Linked DNA regions of Cricetulus griseus: region 1 is linked to region 2. The links are chromatin contacts, called in public Hi-C maps. All regions are on one chromosome and are shown on one strand. The core of a region is the stretch at or near the end of the contact, and the rest is flanking DNA. Distances in the headings are between cores, read along the strand shown. Region 1 holds the start of Znf516 (zinc finger protein 516). Region 2 overlaps Znf516 (zinc finger protein 516).

Region 1 (4,016 bases), core at 452-2,951, 53 kb before region 2:
TGAACTATAATTCACACAGTCTTAATAAACTCTAAGAGATAGGATTAATATTTGGGTTTGTGTCCCGTGGATGTCCCCCCCCCCCCAGCCCTTATACTTAGAGTCTGCCTATCTAGTACATCCTGGTAGTTTGCCTCGGATTTCATGCTCTGTTGCAGCGAGTTTCACTTCAGGCTCTCAGACAGGCAAGGCCTTTTCTGGGGGAGGGGAGTGGTGCTTTTTGTTTGCTTTTTACTCTTAGCTCTTCTTTACTGGAACCCCTTAAGAATGTTTCTTATCTAAACATCCCCAATCACGGAGCAAGCCTTCCCCATCAAATCCCTGGAAGGAACAGAGTTTCAAATACTGAACCAATCACACATTCGGCAGCAGGAGAGGGGAGTTAGTGCTTTCTTCCTCTCCTGTTTCATCAGCCAGAAGGATCAGCCGGTTTAACATTATAAATATCCAAATGTTAACCATTAACACTGCCGCTTTGCTCAGCTCCAATATTCTAATTCACTTAAACCTTTCAGAACAGGAGGAACCCTGCACCTCCAAAGAGTCCCAGGGGTTTGTACTTTGTATAGAAGGTGTCTTGAATCTCTCTCTCTCTCTCTCTCTCTCTCTCTCTCTCTCTCTCTCTCTCTCCCCCAAAGATATTTGAAGATATAAAACAGCTATAGTATGGATGTACCAATAGCATGAGAACCCTCTCGAATTCATTTTTATACCATTGTTCTTTGTGTAGAGCAATCTAGTACTGGTATGTTGACAATAAACAACGACAGTGGCTTTGAAGAAACAACTGAAAAACGCATTTCAACTTAGTAACAAACTGGCTGGCCTTCAGACTGCTTTTTCTAGGTTTGTCACATGGGCACAAGAATCTGACTCTTGCCCATCTATCAAATTTCACTCTCAGATTTCAAACGTATTGCCCAGAAGTGTGCAAAAAAAAAAAAAAAAACCATTTGAAAGCACAATATTATTGCAGACAGAAGCACCGAGTGAAATCACATGGGAGTGGCTGAAGAAAGGAGGCACTTCATCTAAACGATAGAATTTTATGTAGGATTTTTTTTCTTACTTAGGATTTTGTTTGCTACTCTAACTTGTCAATTTTTCAACACATGGAAATTATTAATGAAACGTGTAGTCGGAAACTAGAGCAAAAAAGGCAGAGAGATGTCTCTTACATGTCGTGGACTGACTTGAACCAGTATCGATTTAAAAGTACTAATCCCACCCCACAAAAAACCCTGAATTAAAATTTGTGCTATGCATATTTGAATCTATGTTGGAGATTGTGTATACACACATAACATCTACACATGCTATTTATACTCATGTCATTAGCTGAGTTGAGTGTAGCCTTTCATGTGAATTTTCACCGGGTATGAATTGTGGGCACTTCAATAGAGTGTGTGTGTGTGTGTGTGTGTGTGTGTGTGTGTGTGTGTGTGTGTGTGAATCAGACTTAAACGTGATTGTTCAGGAATACATCCCACTTAGGCATTCAGGCTGAAACTAGCAACAATTGGCCGTGACCTTTAACATGCCTGCTTTCCAAATTAGTGCCGACCATTAATCACACGGGGCTTACATTTTATGATTCGCCGGCCGTTCCTCGCGGGCCTCCTCCCTCTGCTCCCCCCTCCTCGGCGGAAACACACGCATACACACGGAAACATCTCACTCTCAGCCAGGCCCCAGCCCGATTGCCAGCTCTGCCAGGGTACAAGCGCCGCCCTTTGCAGCTCCTCCGCACAGGAGTTTCTATTGCAAAACCAGTGGCCAGGGAGGGCCCCCGAGCTGCACTAGCAGCGCAGAGGGCTGGGCAACGGGGAAAGCCACCGCGAAAGGTAACCGCCCGGATCTTGGCTCCGATTGTTAGGCAGAGCCAACTCCGGCGTCTTGGCCCCAGTGCTTCTCCACTGCGGAGTTATCACGCGCAGCAGCCGAACAATATGGCCAAGAGCCTGGTGGGAGAAGATAGTGCCCCTCCGCGGGCCACGGCTCCCCTGGCCTACGTCACCGCGGATCGCGGGGCGCGCTCCCCGGCCCCTCCTCCTCTCTCCTCCTTCTGCTCCCGCTCCCCTCCCCCCTCCCGCAGCCCCTCCCTGCTAAGTACCAAGAAAGCTTTGGGGCGTCAAATCGAGGTTTTGATTCACAGACTCAATATATTGTCAGTGACTACGACCCACGGAGAGTAGTAAAGGGAGGGGGGAGGCACAAATGAAGTTTTCGGAACCAAAGCAAAATGACTTGAACTTTGAAGACACCAGTAAACAGCCACGGTGACAAACGAGTGGGAGCTCCACTCAGCCCCAGAGCTGTCCTGTTCTTCCCGCGGCATGCGGACTCCTAGACTCGCTCCCGGGAAGTTCAGGGGACACGCGGGCAGGGTGGACACCGTTTAGTCTGGAGTCGAGGCTCAGCGTCCAGGTGCTTCAGAAGGTTAGACATGCATCCCAGGGACGTCTGCACGTATGGATGCGTGTGTGTGTGTGTGTGTGTGTGTGTGTGTGTGTGTGTGTGTGTGTGTGGTGTGTGTGTGTGTTGTGTGTGGTATGCGCGCGCGTAAACAGCCTCTAGGAACTGGGGCTGCAGCAACCTGAGACCTGAAGCTGAGGGGCGACCACTAGTCGCGGACGTCGTGATTCAGTGCTATTAGGGGAGGAATTATCTGGGTCTGAGTCATCGTGAGCCTCCAGACTTTCTCCGCAGTGTGGCAGAACTTTGTGCTGATGAGACAATAGTGGAGCGTGTGCGTTTCCTTCAGGGCAGACCATTTCCGAGCTGGGGGAAGCCTCGGGCCTGCTCCGACCGTGGACGCCGGGTCCCCGTCTTTGCTCCGTGCAGTCCCTCGGAGCCCTGCCGGCGCCTGGGCCCCCGCGGGGCGGGTGCATCCCGGGCGCGCGCGCGGCGCGCGGAGGGGGGCCGGGCGCGTGGCGGGTCCCGCGCGCTCTCGCGCGTCCCCCGCGCCCGGGCGCAGCTGGCGCGGTCGGTCTAGAGCAGCGCTCGGCTCGGCGCCGCGGGCGCTCTGCTTCACCTTCAGATGCGCGGGGCGTGCGCGTCCTCCTCCCGGAGCCCGCCGCCTTCCTTCCAAGGTAGGGGCCGTGGGGCGGGGGCGCTTCCTGGCCTGTGGGAGGGCGGATCCACAGGCAGGGCCCTGAGGGTCGGGACCCACAACGTGCCCAAGACCCTGCTGTGCCGGGTGAGGTGGGGGCGTGCTGGGCAGGGGGCGCGCCCTGTAGAAGGTCTCTGGCGCCAGGAGGGCGACTTGGCTTTCTGTGTTGGTAGTTATTCTGCTCTGCAATTCCAGGAGAGGAGAAGATGCAACTTCGGGTGGCGGGGCGAGCGCCCGGGAGGTGGCTTTTACCGCAGTGGAGGGGCGGGGTGGGGGCCGGGGTGGGAGCGCGGAAGAGGCTCTGGCTTTGTACACTTCGTCAAAGGCGACGCGGGAGGAGGGGAGCTCGGATGCGCTCTCATCCATTAGGAGACAAAGAGCAAATTGCCTTACTTTAAAGTAAAACGCTCTGGCTAATGAAGGTGGGTGATGGGCGGCGGGGCCGGAGGAGCTGCTTCAATTATTAAGGGTTTGGCGGAGGGGATCGATGCCTGTGGGCACAGAGCGCCGCTGCCTAGGGGACTTGTTTGCGAATTTGTGTTCGGTGTGTGTGTGTGTGTGTGTGTGTGTGTGTGTGTGTGTGTGTGTGTGTGTGTGTTGTTCTCACTGCTCCCTCCCCGGGCTTCTGCGGGTCAGCGGGGAGATTTAAGTGACCCTAACACTAAAGAAGTGGAATCTCTAGGAAGCGAAGTTCGCGTAGGGGTGGGGGCGGGGGCGAGGTTCTGGAAGTGACTCTGAGTGGGGTGGGAAGGAGATCTGTGCTGTGGGGACTCCTTGGAATTGCGCTTTGCCTTGCTGGGGTATAGTGGAGTGGGGGGTGAGGGACTTATTGATCTCTCTCTCTCTCTCTCTCTCTCTCTCTCCCTCTCTCCACACACACACACACACACACACACACACACAC
Region 2 (4,085 bases), core at 179-2,678:
GCTCTGACGTTTACGTATTACTACATTAGAACTAACTTGACTACCCTAGTCTTTGTCCACTTTCGTCCTGTTGGACCCGTGTATGGCACCTGCCTGGATCACCTGTCTTTGTATTGTCATTGGATCGTCACAGGGTTGGATATGTGCTGAGTGTGGAGTTTAGTTAGTTAGAAATAGACAGTTGAAAACTCTCCTATAAAGTTCTTATTTGATACTAAAATGCAGCCGTGTTCTCCCCTGCCCCTGGGTACCGTCCACCCCTACCAGTTTATGCAGACTGGGCTTATACATGCTTAAGCCACTGCCTCTGGCTTTCCTGTGGAGCCCTGAACTTACGCTGTCAGGCTTGCATGGCTAGTGCATCACCCACTGATTGGTTTCCCAGCCTGCAGCCCCATTCTTTAACTGCTGTTCCTGGTTGCATCAGGAGAATGCCTGATGATGGCCTGCCCTCACAGCGATTGGCTTAGACCTTTGGGAGGAGCCTAAAGCCTGTTCCTGTCAGGTAGATTCATCTCTTGGATGGGGCCACCTGCTGCAGAGACATTGTAGAGCCTGCATGTGCACTTTGTCCCTTGATGTCATGTGTTATTCAGAGAAGCTCCTTCATCTCCATCAGAGCCCAGGGCAAGCCCTCCTGAGCCCACTGGAGCTAAGGGCACAGGGACAAGGCTTTGCCCAGCCTGCCTTCTCCCTTCCTCCTCTGGAGTGTGACACTCCTCATGAGGGTGGCTCAGGCCCTGTTCCTCACTTGTTTTAGGAACTGGTGGTGTGTAGTTTGGTTGTGGTGTGTGTTCGTGTGTGAATTATGAATTATTTATTAGGTTTGGATTTTGAATCCTGGAACACTAAATCTCACTTGGTAAGTGTTATGTGCCCATCTCCAGGCCAAGTTCTTAACTTTTTATTTGTAAGTTTAGAGTTTTGGGGTGGATCTGATCTGAGGCTGACTTTCCATGAGCACCTGGAGGATGTACCCTTTATTTATACAATTTACATATGTTTTTACATATTAAAAAGATTGGCAAGCCAGTGGTGGCACATACCTTTAGTCCCAGCATTTGGGAAGCAGAAACAGGTGGATGTCGATGGATCTCAGGCCAGCCTGGTCTACAAAGTGAGTTACAGGCCAGCCAAAGCTATGCAGTGAGGCCCTGTATTATATCAAGATTGAAAAAGGGACTAATTACAAAACTAGAAAGTAGGACTTTTTTTTCCTGGCTTCTATTTGATTCTGTGTGTGTGATTAATGCATTAATATGCCGCTATAGCAGGCCCTGTATCCTGTGTTATTTACAGAGGGAAGCCATTGATTTGAAAGAAGTATTTTCACAGATTAGTAAGACATTTGGGCTGGCTGTTAGCTGCCAAATATGTTCATGTAAAGACATGCCAAGTCTGGGTGTTACTCACGCTCTTGCTTTAGCTCTAGAATGATTACTTTCAGCAGTTATGACTAAGCTGTATTCCAAACCTAATGTGGTTTCACTTAATAGCCTAATTGGTTATTGAAATGTGGTGTGTGAATGGCAATTCCGGGCTGTTGTCTGTGAACTTGCCTCCTCTAGAACACTGCATATAGGTAGGGCTCTGATACCAGAGACCAGAAGAACATTCATCGTAATAAAATCCAGTTTTCCATGCACGGGACTGGCTGGCCAGTGATTGAGTCCGCTGTGAATGCCATAAGAACAGTGCACGAAGGAACTGGACAGTTGGAGAATACGATCCTGATGTGATGACCAGGATTCCAGTCCGACTTCTACTCACTTTATTTCCTCTGACTTACAAAGGGGTTTAGGGCCAGTGAGGTGGCTTAGTGAGTAAAGGCCCTGGCCACGAGCCTGGCAGCCCGAGTTGGGTCCCTGTAACCCACATAGTGGAAGGAGAGAACTGATTCCTGTAAGCTGTCCTCTGGCTTTCACACACATGCTGTGACAAGCATGCATGCGGATACATACTGAGTGAACGAGTTAAAATGAGAGTACAGGGACCATTAGCTTCCAAGAATGGACAACTATAGGGTTTATGAGAACAGGCTTTTACAGATCATCATGGCATTGAACTTGAAAATAGTAGGAACATGGTGGGAATTTCTCACTTTAAGGAATGTCAATGGGCATTGCCTTTTCCAGAGTGTTGTAGGGCTGCAGGAGAAGACTCTGAGTGGAATACTAGCATCATGGGCCTAGACTGCTGAGAAGAGCCAGAAAGTTGACGGATGAGCAGGGTAGGAGATTTTACATTTCAGGCACAAGGAAAATAGTCTGAAAGTCCTGGCTGGACTAAGGAGGAAAGAAGCCAGAGGCACCAGTGGTTTCTATGGCAATAGTCAATGTGCCGCTGATGAAGGCTCCCTCTGTGGGTGTGAGGGTCTGTGCTGCAGCAGTGGAGGGGGGTCCTAAATTCTCCGCATTGTTATCTAGTGTTCCCAACCTTTCTTAGTCCTGTCAGTCTTTCTCCACTTGTCCAAACTGTTGGCCACATCCTGCATTGTGTTCCCATTGGTAGGTGCCCTATGGTTATCGCTGGCCAGTCTCGAGCATGTCTGAGGCTGACAGACCTAGACAAGCTTTCTCAAGGAAACACTAGTCATGACAAGAATGGCCATGGTCAGTGCTTGCTTCAGTCCCCCACAGGCTAGAGATGAGGAGGAAGAAATGGTGTAACCCCTGCCCTTGAGCCTGTTGACCTTGTGCAGCCATCCTAGGATTGCTGTGCTGTAAAGGCCAAACAGCAGATCTCTTCACTGAGGTCCAGCTAGACAGGTTTCTTCTTTATATACAGCATTGTGTGTTCATATCAGCTTCTGCGTGCTTCCACGCTGTGTGGTGAATGCACACAGTTGCCTTGCTTGAAATCATTTATCCGGACAATGTGTTTGTCTTTGGAAGTTGAGGTTGCCAGATTTGTTCAGTGAAAATGCAGCATGCTTGATTAAATTTGGAGTTCAGATAAACATAACTACTTCGAGAGGCATAAGTATATCCCATGTGGTATTTGGGTGTAAGAGCAGGGTTTCTGAGGCAGCTTGTTCTCCCAGGAGGAGGCAGGTCAGGTTCAGGCAGTGAGTACAGGGGCTACCCCCCATGCCTCCACCAGTATCAGATTGCTTATGGGTGGTGGTGGTGGTGGTGGTGGTGGTGGTGGTGGTGGTGGTATTGTTTTCAACTGCTGTCATGTTACCTGGCATTCATATACATTAGTTATGTGAATCAGGTCTCCATTTGGGCCTACTTGGGTAACAATACCTGTGCAGTATTAGGTTTTTTCTAGTAAGAATGCACTTCTGGTTTTGAGTAGTTTGTGTTTAGTAGGTGAAGCCTGTGGTGAGGCCTCCTGCCCATGAAGGTAAGAAGACATGAGGAAGTATTTCCTTCCCTCTTCTGTGCTGAGGAAGGAATTACTACCTGTGCCCACATTTCTTTGATCATCTCTCATATTTAGGATTTCCAATGAGTATCTGGGACATTTGATGTGAAGTAATATACCCCCCCCTTCTATGCTGGAAGAACTCACAGCCGTGTGTGTTCACTTAATGTGAAGTGGATCTTTGGCCATAAGTTCCCCCTGGTGTGGGTGTTCTCTTTCTGTCTTGAGTTTTCCTGTTGTCTGGCTTGACAACACTTTTCTAGGCAGTGGGTGAAGGTGGAGTACCAGAAACAAAGCAAAGCAAGGTTTGCAACGCTTCATTATGTCTTTGTTGATGGACCACTCAGAAGTCAGTGCTTTCTGTCCTCCTGTTGTTATGCTGTATCTGCTCTAGCGTCTGCAGAAAATACTGCAGATATGGGGTAACAAAGGAGGAAGCTGCTGTTCAGAAAACTATTGCTGGTATTTTTGTTCATCTATACCAGTCTGGGCCTGCTCTGTATTTCCATGTCTTAAACTTGTTCATATGTGCCTTTTAAACAGTATGTATGTGTAGTGTTGTATATGTGTATATATGGTGGTGTGTGCACATGGTGTGTGGGTGTGCTTGCACCTGTGTGCTTGTAGCTGTACGTGTGTTCATGTGGAGGCCGGAGTTCAGTGCCCAGTGTCTTCCTCTGTTGCTGTCAACATTGATTTCCTTCTGTTTTTTG

Evidence for each region. Hi-C and Micro-C count contacts between places; a contact is called where the count stands out from the background.
Region 1: a contact with region 2 is called in a Hi-C map of fibroblasts, with 2.2 times the contacts expected there. The contact joins the promoter of Znf516 here to the enhancer-like site in region 2. A contact is called at or near these places in 2 of 8 Hi-C or Micro-C datasets (the CHO-K1 cell line and fibroblasts).

The regions. Positions count from the first base shown.
Region 1 is chr2:232,700,188-232,704,203 of CriGri-PICRH-1.0, reverse strand. It overlaps Znf516 (zinc finger protein 516), which reads left to right and starts at 1,701. Exons shown (of 6, transcript XM_027403708.2): 1 at 1,701-1,844.
Region 2 is chr2:232,646,869-232,650,953 of CriGri-PICRH-1.0, reverse strand. All of the region lies in intron 2 of Znf516 (zinc finger protein 516), which reads left to right. Among named protein-coding and RNA genes, the nearest start is that of Znf516, 54 kb to the left of the region's middle. Within about 2 kb of position 1,428, at least 2 of the 6 cell types and tissues checked have open chromatin away from gene starts, as enhancers often do. A contact at or near this core is called in the CHO-K1 cell line and fibroblasts, where this site is marked.